Linked DNA regions of Mus musculus: region 1 is linked to region 2. The links are chromatin contacts, called in public Hi-C maps. All regions are on one chromosome and are shown on one strand. Each heading gives the region's core, a stretch centred on a gene start, on an enhancer-like site or on the middle of the called end of the contact. The rest is flanking DNA. Distances are from core to core; before and after follow the strand shown. Region 1 has its middle 35 kb from the start of Gm34770. Region 2 has its middle 6.0 kb from the start of Gm51683.

Region 1 (5,957 bases), core at 2,433-4,932, 390 kb before region 2:
AATGGAGGAAGGAGAGGCCATGGTCCACAGAATTTAAAGAGACCAGGGGAGAGCAGCTGGTGCTGACAGGCTCAGCGATGCTTTGTTTTCATTACCAATTGGCTCTCCAAAGCCTCAGCCCAGCCTCGCCTACCTAATTGGCAGCTGTGTTGCATCTAAGATAAGGACCACTACTTTTGGACTCCTACCCCCAAGGTCCCCCTCTAGGATTTATCTTGGGTCTTACCTTCCCTGTGGATGCTCCTTGCAAGAGTCAGTGAACCTTATCATCCCTTTGGGGTCAGATCCATCCTCCTTTGCCACAGCTTTGCAGTGGATCTAGGAGTGAAACTCTCCCTCCCTTTGCCTCCACACTCATGTGCCCCTAGGAGGCCAGCAGGACACTCTAACACAGTCTATGTACCTCAGTGGTGGAACCTCAGTTGTGTTGTGTATCAAGTGGAGGGAGTAACACAAAGGACTTTCCTCAGTAGAGTACAGTGACATACTGCCTAGGAAGGGCTCCCTAATGGTTGGCTATTGCTGTAAATGAAAATTTCAAAATCATGCACATGCTAATGGCTGCATAAACTTCTCTTGTGTGGGTAGATGGTGATTTATTTAACCATCTCCTTGCTTTGGGGGCACTGTGGCTGTCTTTAGTTCTTTGCCGTTACAAATAATTCCACAGCGGACATCTTGTATATAAATCTTTCCATTTATTTCTGATTACTTCCTCAGAAGAGCTCCCCGAGTATTGCCTGTCTTAGAACAAAGTCCTGTCGCCCAGATTTTTCAATGATGCCCTTTGAAATGAAAGCAAAGCCTATTTTCCGTCAGAGAGAGAGAGAGAGAGAGAGAGAGAGAGAGAGAGAGAGAGAGAGAGAGAGAAAGAGAGAGACATATGGAATGGGTTAGGCGAGACTCGGTTTGGGGAAAAGGCAGAAATAGGTTCAAGATGGGATTAGACGTGTGTCAGGATGCCTGACACGGTGCCAGTTACAAAGCTTTCCTCCCAGCTCCTGGCTGGAGGAGAGGCAGGGTCTCGGTCCTCAGGGAGCGCTGATCTCTCTCTGAGACAATTTCAAGGGGCTTTGATGTTCTGAGCGTGGGAGAAACTCAAGTCGTGCGGCTAGCACTGCACTCCTCCAACCAGAAGGGGGCGGTGTGGTCTGTTTCTGTCAGCAGCGAGGCCTTGGCTTTGTTGCTAAGATTGCTCCTTAAAACTTTGGCTCATGTTTGCTATATTTCTCCTGTCTGTTTTTCTTCCCTCCCTCCCACCTTTACACTTTTCACTATCACTTAGATTGCCTTTTTTTCCCCCACCCATTCACTCAGGAGGAAGCTAACATATGCTTGCCTAGGCCAGACATCAAGACTGCTTTCAGACCCGCGCTGGATCCCAGCATGCTCAGAGACTCTGCCTCACACACATCAAACAGATTAAATACTTTTTTTTTCCTGTGAAAAATTATGACTTATTTTTATAACTTTGCTTTTGAAATTCTTTGGCTACAAGTAATTCATTTGATGTAGAATTGGCTTTGATTTCTCAGCAATTATCAGGGGGGCTCAGGAATTCTTGCAAAGTGAGAAAAATCTAACCTGCACATCGTTCTGAAACGTAATGAAATTTTTACGAATACTAAATGAAGCCCTTAATGAGGCTGATGGAAGATTTTGTTTGGGAGACATTTCATTAAAATTTTATTAATTTCCATTGTAAAGTTTCCCCTTTATGTTTCAGAGCCAATGGTTTTGGTGTGTGTGTGTGTGTGTGTGTGTGTGTGTGTGTGTGTGTGTGTTGATTTTTATCTCAAACCCTCTAGTGCCTAATGGATAGAGTGTTCTACCCAGCTTGGGACTGAAGAGTCTGCTCTTTGCACAGAGCCTCCAGGACTCCAAGAGACTGAAAAGTCAAAGCACTGTTATCATGGAATGTGTCAGAGAACCCTGAAAAAAACACCGAGGAAAAGGTGGCCAGTGTGTAACTGGAGTTCCAGCATAGAAGACCCGGTTCTCACACAGCCTTAAAAGGCTAGGCTCAGCCATTGGTCTGAATACACCATAAGACATGTAATCCTGAAAAGCAGAGAAAGATTTTATCAACTGTCTGGAAGAAGGAAGTTCAATGGCCATGAATCTGTCCTCAGGACACCTATGTGAACTTTAGATTTAAGTAGAGGAAGAACTGGACGGGGTGGGAGGGGAGGCGTGCATAACTAAGCAGTCTTGAGCAAGGTGTGGTCCTACAAAGTGGTCCAATAAATAGAGTCTATGATCTGGTCTGTGTCACCTGATCAGATACAAGGTGTGCCGTTTCCATGGTAGATATTTTTGTTTTCATCTTGTAGGTCATTCATCCTGCAGGGACTGGCCATCCCTGGAATCTAAGGTGACTGCAGGTTTAGGACAATGAGTTAGTTATCTTTGTGTTTCCAGTCTGGAAGAGGAAAGAAATAGGGTAGGTAGCCAGACACTCTCTGAGTGGGTAATGTGTCTATGAAGAGTCAATCATGAGTCTGACCAGAAATAAAAGAGGCACACACACAAAACACAACCAGAGAAGTTGGGCTTTCCTCCCGCCTCAAGGCTTGTAAGACTTGTACCTTGTAGTGAGGCTGCTTGCTCTCACTGTCAGCTTGACAGAACCTAGAGTCACCTGGGAAGAAGAAGGAATCTCAATTGAAGAGCTGCCTTGAAAGATTGGCCTATGAGGAACTGTCTTGATGGATGGTTGATGTAGACCCAGCCTACCATGGGCAGCACAATCCCTAGGCAGGTTGTCCCAGGCTATATATTACAACTGGTATTGAGTAAGCCAAGAAGTTCCTTCACGGTTTCTGCTTCAGATTCCCTCATTGATAGATTGTGAACTGGCAAACTAGAGGGGCTTTTTCCTTTTTCTTTCTTTCTTTCTTTCTTTTTTTTTTTTTTTTTTTTTTTTTTTTTTGCTTTTTACCCGAAGTGGCTTCTAAGGGCCTATTCTTCCCAAGACTAGCCCAAGTGAAATCTGAACTTTTCTAAGTGGATCGGATTGTGCAAGCAAGGGCCCAGAAAGTGTCCACATTAGAAAAGAACCTACCAGAAAACACAGCTGGCTGGCCACTTTGCTTAACCCAAGCTAAACTCCAGAGCCTTGTTCCCCGTAACCTTGCTGTTTCCTGGGAGCTCCTCTGACCTCCTGAGTCAGTCAGAACCTTTACTGCAGTGAGATTGCTTTGACTTATGCTTTTCACAGGAGACTCTGGGGGAACAGGGCCAGAGGGAAGGCCAGCGAGGGGTGGGAATTAGAGAGGGAGTGTCATCTGTCCAGGAAAAAGGCAGAGCAGAGCTACAATTGCCCCTCAAGCTGGTTTCAAGTTTGGCCTGAAAGTCTAGACCCTGCACCCTCTTCCTCTCCACCCCTACCAGTCTCCAACTTCAACCTTTGCTTGGAGGGCTGCAATGTTTCCTGCTTACAGGTTTCTCCATTCCTGGACCAACAGAGGTCCCCTCCCACTGGCCTCTGCTCTAGACAGCTTGTCTTCCCTGCTCGGTTCTTTCAGCCAGCACACCAACGATTACCTAATAGACTGTAGGCTACGTGCATAATTTATTCCTGTGAGTAATTGATCACATTTGGATGAGCAAGGGCCAGCACCAGGAAGAGACGGGAGAAGAGACATCAATAACCAGAGGAAGGAAGCTGGGCTAAAGTCAGCTAATTAGATGTCTCGCTGAGGCAGCTCTTTAAACGGAATGGGCTGAAGGTTGCAACTGACAGGTCAAGCATGCACGCCCACGCCCTCCCCTAGCTGCCCCCGTGTGGTCCAGCTTTGCTATAGATTAGAGTGTGTGGCAAGGAGCCCAGGCCTGAGTCAGAGAACTCTGCCACTAGCCCGAGTGATCTCGAGCAAACCTTTTTCCTCTGGGCTTTGATTTTATCAACTGTGAAATGGGGAGAGAGTGGGTTACAAATACGACTCTCAACAACAGAAATCCCAGAAGACTTGCAGACATAGATTGCAAGGATGTAGCTCCTAAATGATGCTACAGTTGATACAGGGCAGGCCAGTCATCTCCTGTAACTCACAGTAGTGATCCAATGGGCACTCTGATGGGACGATAACCCTAAGTTTGTACTCTGCTTTGGCCCAAAATATTGTTGGTAAAGGTGGCTTTCCTTTAGAGCTGTGGTTCTCAACCTTCCTAATGCTGCGACCCTTTAAATAGTTCCTCACATTGTGATCACCCCTAACCATAAAACTACTTTTGTTGCTACTTCATAACTCTAATTTTGCTGCTGTTATGAATTTTAGTATAAATATCTGATATGTGACCCCTGTGAAAGGGTCTTTGGATCCCAAAGGGCTCACAACCCATTGGTTGAGAACCACTGCCTTAGAACTTCATTCATTCTGAGGAAACTTGTCTCTCATTCCTGCCTTGGTTGCTAACTCACTACCTTGGTGCCGTTTCTTCTCCAGTGACTCGTTCCTGACCTGTGTATACACGGGCTGGCATCACGTCGCTTCTGACCACTGTAACACTCTATGGGGAGGTTCTCTAGAGATTTAACATGTGCAGTGAGTACCAGCCCCCGTTCCACCAAGAGCATCTGCTTCAGTACATCTGGGATAGCTCAGGGTGGTAGGTGTCTAAATGCTGCCATGTAATTCCAAGGATCAGGTACATTTGTAAGTCAGGGACTAGGACAGATGGCACATCTGCCATACTGGTGCCACACTTGTACTCTGGAGCTGGGGAGGATCCAGTTCTCTCCATGTGGGAAGTACGGTAGTAGCTGCTCGCCTCCACACGGCCAAGCGAGTCACGGGTGTGCAAGCTTCGTTTATGTATATACAGGTGCATGTGTGGGTGGTTACAGCTGCTCGTGGAGGTCAGCGGTTGACCTCCGTTGTCATTCCTCAAGATGTGTCCACATTTTTTGCTTGACATTTTGTGGTCTGTCTTCCTTCCTTTTTTTCTCCCTCCCTCCCTCCCTTCCTTCTTCCTTCCTCTCGAGTAACTTTTACTGGCTTACTCATTTGCTTATTTTATGTATTTGCTTGTTTATTCTTATGCATGTCATGTGCTGCACCATCCACCTTATCCTGAGCTAGGATCTCTCCTTCCGCCGGATGCTTGAGTTTCAATTAGGCTAGCCGGCCAGCAACCTCTCAGGACTTACCTGTCTCCACTTTCCCTTGGCGCTTGGGTTACAGGCAGTCAAAGCCACACCCAGCTTTTTCTGTGGTTGCTGGGATCATCTCCTAAGTCTCTGCTGTTCCCAGCTCCCAGCAAGCTCTGGGACTGCAGGTGAGTGGCACCACTCAAGCTTTTTGTATTGGCATTGGAGTTCTTATGCTTGATGGCAAACTCATTACCAACTGAGCCATCTCCTCAGCCCGTATCCAAGCATCTGACATTGTGATGTAATGTTACATACAAATGTGTCGGGCTGCAGGTTAGACCTGCCAGTGGGAAGATCTACTGCTCCGCACTAGAACAAAGGAAAGAGCTTTTTGTTTGCCTGTTTTTTCCCTTTGTTTTTGTTTAGTATGGTTGAGACAGAGTCTCATAATGTAGCTCTGGCTGGCCTGAAACTTGCTATGTAGACCAGGCTAGCCTGGAACTCAGAGCAGTCCTTCTGCTTCTGCTTCTGTGGTGCCGGGATTAAAGGCATGCATCACCACACCCAGCAAAAGATCTGTTTTTAAACCCTGGGATGCTGGTGACAGGACAAATTTAGGCAAGTCACGGGAGCACCTTGAATATACCCTTCCCTGTAGGATGGGATAATAGTAACTAATTTCCCAGCCCAGTCGGGAGGATGGAGAGTAATGACCGTAGGTGTGTTTGGGAGAGGCTCACTTTCTGTGCAAGTTGTCCACACAGCCCCCCTCCCAGCTTCCCTAGGGCCACCTGAGTGTGTCTGGCAGAAGCCAGCCTGACTGGATATTCACATGGTTCACTCCAAGGAAAGCAAAACTTGA
Region 2 (5,684 bases), core at 134-2,633:
CCCTGCTCTCTGGTAGAGTACACTGCTCTCTCTCTCTCTCTCTCTCCCTCTCTCCCTCTCTCTCTCTCTCCCTCTCTCTCTCTGGGTGTGTGTGTGTGTGTGTGTGTGTGTGTGTGTGTGTGTGTGTGTGATGCAAAGACAGAGACACACCCAAGTCCATAGGCCTGCAGAGAGACCACTGTACTGTGTGGTGTATGTGCATGCTTATATGCGTGAGTGTGCTAGAAGCCAAGCTGGGAGCGGGCAGACCAGGGACAGAAGGAAGGGGAGAGACAGTAGAGAAAAGAAGAGGGACAGAGCATGTAGGGGTTTCATGGAGTCAGAGGCCTCCAGGGTCTGCATAGTCTAGCTGTCCCCTTCAATGAGATATCGAGTCAGAGCTAGTCCCCAGGCCAGGGGACAGAGGCATGCACAGTCTTAGGAGTCCAGGAGATAACAATATACAGGAGCCATGCAGGCCAGTCACAGACTTGGAACGGGACAGCTGGCCAGGCTTGCTCAAAGGTCTCAGCCCCCACACAGTTCCAGGTCACTCTTGCCATGAGGAACAAGAACATTCTTTTGCCAGATTTCTAATTTCCCTTCTCCTGAACTTCTGTAAAAAAAAATTTCCAAATTTTAAAGAAGCCTCAGTTGGGCCAAACAACACATCCTGTAGCCAGGTTCTGCCTGCTCAACACTGGGCTTGGTCTTTCCGCAGAAGAGGGGGGCAGTGGGGGGCATGTCTGCCAGGCTACTGCCACTTTCTGTCTGTGGGGTCCTGGGCCTCTGAGTTAATCTCTGAGCCTCTGTCTACTTATCTACACGATGTGGATAGGAATGGCTGTGGTGGCCTGAAGATAACACTCCCTCCTACAAGAGCCAGCAGTTGGCGTGCAGCAGAGCTCATCAGACGCTAGGCCCTTTGATCTGCAGCTCATCTCAGGCAATGGGTCTTAGAATCCCCCTTTCAGATATCTTCCTTCCTGGAATCCATCTCCCTGGGTTTAGGATAGAGATGTGAACAGCCTACCTAGCGTGGTGGTGCTGGTCTGTCATCCTGGATATCTGAGAGACTGAAGCAGTATCCTAGGCTACTCTCAAACCTTGAACTTCTCTGATCCGCCTGCTTCCAGCTCCCACTTGCTAGGAGTGGTGCAGATCACCACAACCAGTTTATGCAGTGCTGGGGATTGAACCCTGGGCTTTGCACATGCTGGGCAAGTACTCTGCCAAGAGAGCTAAGTCTGTAGACCTCAAAGTGAAGATTAACCCTGCCAGTGGGTTAATCTTCCTTCAAAGGTAGCTTGGACAAGAACAGCGAGTGGTTCCAGGAGTTAGTGGGCAAGAGCAAGAGAAAAGAGGAAAAGGTTATTCGTATCTTAGGCAGAGCCATGGGGAAGAGGACGGTTAAAGAAAACACGCAGTTTGCATATCTCAGAAGCAGAAGCCAAGGGCACTAGAGTCCCTGCTGCAAACTTTATAGATTGCACAACTGCCTTTTTAAAGACATAATCGTTCCAACTAAATGTGCCAGCATCTCCAGTCTCGCCAGCACTCCATGCTTCTGCTCTCAGATTGGTTTTGCTGGTATGATGGACAGGATGCCAACTTTTCCCCCAGTTAGTCAGGGGGAAGTCCCAAGGCAATTAAGAAAGAGTCCTCACTATGAACTAATGGGCATGCCTGCCAAGGAGGAGGAGGGACCTGATGTGTCTGGAAAGGGCATGGTGAGGCAGCGTGGATGGAAGCCCAGGGCAGCTGGGGCTCAGGCCAGGCCTGGCTGGCCGCTTCTCCTACCCATCTCAAGACTCTAAGGCTTGGGAGAGCCAGCATGAGTATGTGCCACCCATAGGCTTGACATTTGCTCCAGGTTCACCCAGATGAGGCTTCAGGGAGACAAGCTAGGCTTACCTTAGGCCCACCACCTATCAGTTCTAGAGAAGCACTCACAGTTGGGAGAAGGGGATATTGAGAGCTCCCTGCTGACGAGCTACAACCCAGCCAGTCCTGGATTTAAAGTGGTATACCGTCCACAAGATTCATTTGCTTGTTCGCGTGTTTTGCAGTGATGAACTCAGGGAACCCTAAAGGCTATGCAGGTGCTCCACCACTGGGAACTGTCTTTAGTCTCCTGTGTGTATGGAGGTCAGCGGTCAACATCACTCACCTCTCTCTCTCCCTCTCTCTCTGTCTGACACTCTCTTACTAAAACAGGAGCTCATTATTGGTTAGGGAAATCTTGCTCCATGCCTAGAGCAGGGAAACCGGAGGAGCCACCAGTGAGGTCTGCTGTGCTCTCAGTGCCATTGGTGGTTTCTGATCCACGTGCATGACTGATTGTGTGGGAGTGACAGCTCAGAAGGGATTCTCTAGACACTTGCATGTCACCAGGAGTTGTCTAGTAAATTAACACAAGCCACAGTGGACTTCAGTCTTGTCAAAGTGCCTTATCTGTCACCATGTGATTTCAGTTCAGGCCTTGGTGCAAATCTTACATGCTTTAAACAAACAAACAAACACCAGAGCTAGGGAGCCGGCTCGGCAGTTAATTGTATTTACTATTGTTCTATCAGGGGTCAGATTTCAGATCTCAGCACACACCATACGTGGCTCACAAATGTCTGTTACTCCAAGGGAACTCATGGCCCCTTCAGGCCTTCACGGGCACGTGCTTCCATAAATAAAAACAAATCTTGAAAGAAACATTAAAATAGTATCTTTACAATTTTAAAAGTAAAGCAGAAAAACACACATTTCTAGTATTGATACTTAAAATTATCCATAATCTCTAAGGTATCTGATATGTCTAAATAGTAGAGAATACAGACCCTACTGTATATGAAGTGCATTTTCCCAGCAAATACTCTGGTGTGTTTCCTTTTTAGGGATCTTTAAGTTCTTGGCAAACATTATTTAAAACTTTAAAAATGATTATTCATGTGAATGGGTGATTTGTCTGTGTGTCTCAGGCACACCGTGCTCTTGGAGGTCAGAGAGGACATCAGATCCCCTGGAACTGAAGTTACAGATGGTCATGAGCTGCCTAGTGGTTGCTGGGAACTGAACTTGGATCCTCTGGAAGAGCAGCCAGTGCATTTAACTGCTGAGCCATCTCTCCAACCTGGCAAACATTTTTGAAGGATGCATAGCTATATGTGGTGATACCCAAACGAAGTCTTACCTCATGGGAAATGGAGGCAGTAAGATTATGAGTTTGAGGTCAGCCTGGGTCAATGAGCAAGACTGTATCAAAACAAAACAGTTTTAGATGGTAGCCATTGTGAGACTACACTGTAGGTCATTTGGTAATATGTTGTTTGTCTTAGTTAGAGTTTTACTGCTGTGAACAGACACCATGACCAAGGCAACTCTTATAAAGACAACATTTAATTAGGGCTAGCTTACAGGTTCAGAGGTTCAGTCCATTATCATAAAGGTGGGAACATGGCAGCATCTAGGCAGGCATGGTGCTAGAGTAGCTGAGAGTTCTACATCTTCATCTGAAGACTGCTAGCAGAATACTGGCTTCCAAGCAGCTAGGATGGGGGTCTTAAAGCCCTCGCCATAGTGACACACCTACTCCAACAAGGCCACACCTCCCAATAGTGCCACTCCCTGGGCCGAGCATATATATAAACCATAACATTGTTGCTATCAGAATTTGCTGTCATGGCTCTCTTAACATAGTTGTATGGACACACATTTTTACCCCAAATCCTGACTATTTCCTAGCATTAGAGTCCTAGGAGGTGGTTTGCTGAGTCAAAGGAACATTTTTGGGTTTGTGTGTTTGTCTCTGTGTGTGTGTGTGTGTGTGTGTGTGTTGTGTATCCATGTGCATGCGTGCTGGGGGGTGTTGGGGGGTGGGGTAGGCACAACATCAATGTCAGATGTCTTTCTGGATCACTCTTGTGGTGGTTAGAATAAGAATAGCCTCCCTAAGCTCATAGACTTGAATGCTCGGTAGTATGGTTTGTATATGCTCGGCTCAGGGAGTGGCACTATTAGGAAGTGTAGCCTTGTTGGAGGAAGTGTCACTGGGGGTAGGCTTTGGGGTTTCAGAAGCCCAAGCCAGGTCCAGTTGCTGTCCTCTCTCTTCCTACTACCTTCAGGATCCAAATGGAGAACTCTTAAGCTACTTCTACACACTGTTTACTTCAGACAGGGTGTCTCAGGGACCCTTCTGTCCTCACTGCCCCATTGCTGAACTTACAGGCATATCCTGTCATAGCCTGCCTTGCCTGGCTTTCTATGTGGGTGCTGGGGATCCAAACACAAGTCTTGCCATTACTCAGTAAACTCTTCGTCCCCCTGATCCATCTCTTCCAGTCCTTTCTTTGGGGGTTCTTAAAAGACAGCACCAAATCACTTTCTAATGCCCGTGGAACCCTTACCTCTGTCTGCAGAAAGCAACAGTTTCAAAGGGTTTTGTCAGTTGAATTGCTTAGGCATGACTTTAAAATGATTTGTCGGGGCTGGAAAGATGGCTCAGTGGTTTAGAACACACACTGTTCTTGCAGAGGACATGAGTTTGGTTCCCAGCCTCCATGCCAGCTTCAAGGGATCTGTCCCCTCTTCTGGCCTTCTCCAGGACCTGCACTCACAAGTACAGACACACACACCGACACACAATTAAAAGCAACATCGTTTATGGTGCTCTTTTAATTACCTGCCCTTTGAAGGCTATTAGTTGCGTTCTCTCAGTTTTAGTGTGTGTCCTGTTGAGCCCCACCCCCTCTCCTTGTTTTAGCATGGGATTGAATACATTTGAGACCAATCCTTCTGTGTTAGCAACAATGTCTCCAGGTTTGCCAGCAGCTCTTCACTCTCTTGCTGATGCTTCCGGGAGAAGAGAAGGCTCCAGCTTCCCCTGGTTCCCTGCGCTTGTTCCTCTTCTCTCTCAGTCTCGTGTAGTTTAATGCTCTGGAGATTTTTCCCACCCCATTATAGGAACTGGTAAATATTTACCTTTGTTTTCTTCCAGATTTTTATGGCTTTGCCTTTTATGTTCAGCTCTTTCATCCCCTGTAATTTATTTTGGCACCAAGTGTCATGAGAAGAGCTGAATTTATTTAATTTTCAAAATAGCTCACCAATTGCCCCAGCACCGGTTAATCAGTAATGCTCCTTTCCAGACAGCTGTGCAGGGCCACCTCGTCGCCCACGGACCTCACGTGTCCGGCCTAGGCACATGTTAGCTCAGCTCTGCCTTCTGCCTAGTGCTGTGCCCTTTCCTTTCCTTGTCCGTCTGTCTCAGAACTCGGATGCTGTGGCCCTACAGCTTTATGGCTATCATAACTTATCGTTGTTGTCCTCGGTCATCATCAGCACAATCCTTGCCATCCTCACCATCGTTGTCCTCGTTGTAGTCATTGCTAGTTTGAAATCCTAAGTGTTGAACGCAGAGCCTTAAACATGGTGTCAGTGAGTTACATTACATCCCCGGCTGTACATTGACATTCTCCTCCCCTCTTCCTCCTTTTCTTCCTCGCTGGAGACAATCTTCCCCATGTAACCCAGGCTGGCTGTAAACCCCAGGCAACCCCCTGCCTCAGCCCAAGCTGTGAGGATTATAGGTGTGAATCATCGCGTCCAGAACCATATCATTACACTTAATTTCCTGACTCCTCTTCGATAGTTTTTCTTCGTTTTTCCAGAGTGAATTTGGAGTAATGTGACTAAGGCCATTCCATGGTTACCTT

Evidence for each region. A called contact is a pair of places that touch in the nucleus more often than the background predicts.
Region 1: a Hi-C map of bone marrow-derived macrophages shows a contact between it and region 2, with 20 read pairs. The contact joins two enhancer-like sites. A contact is called at or near these places in 1 of 15 datasets of contacts at CTCF or cohesin (large pre-B cells), 5 of 484 Hi-C or Micro-C datasets (the N1E-115 cell line, bone marrow-derived macrophages, embryonic stem cells and 2 more), 10 of 115 datasets of contacts at active chromatin or transcription factors (acute myeloid leukemia, bone marrow-derived macrophages, differentiating embryonic stem cells and 6 more) and 1 of 9 other capture datasets (embryonic stem cells).

What each region holds. Positions count from the first base shown.
Region 1 is chr9:61,693,281-61,699,237 of GRCm38.p6, reverse strand. No RefSeq gene overlaps it. Among named protein-coding and RNA genes, the nearest start is that of Gm34770, 35 kb to the right of the region's middle. Within about 2 kb of position 3,682, at least 33 of the 459 cell types and tissues checked have an H3K27ac peak or open chromatin away from gene starts, as enhancers often do. A contact at or near this core is called in bone marrow-derived macrophages, where this site is marked.
Region 2 is chr9:61,305,915-61,311,598 of GRCm38.p6, reverse strand. No RefSeq gene overlaps it. Among named protein-coding and RNA genes, the nearest start is that of Gm51683, 6.0 kb to the left of the region's middle. Within about 2 kb of position 1,383, at least 31 of the 459 cell types and tissues checked have an H3K27ac peak or open chromatin away from gene starts, as enhancers often do. A contact at or near this core is called in bone marrow-derived macrophages, where this site is marked.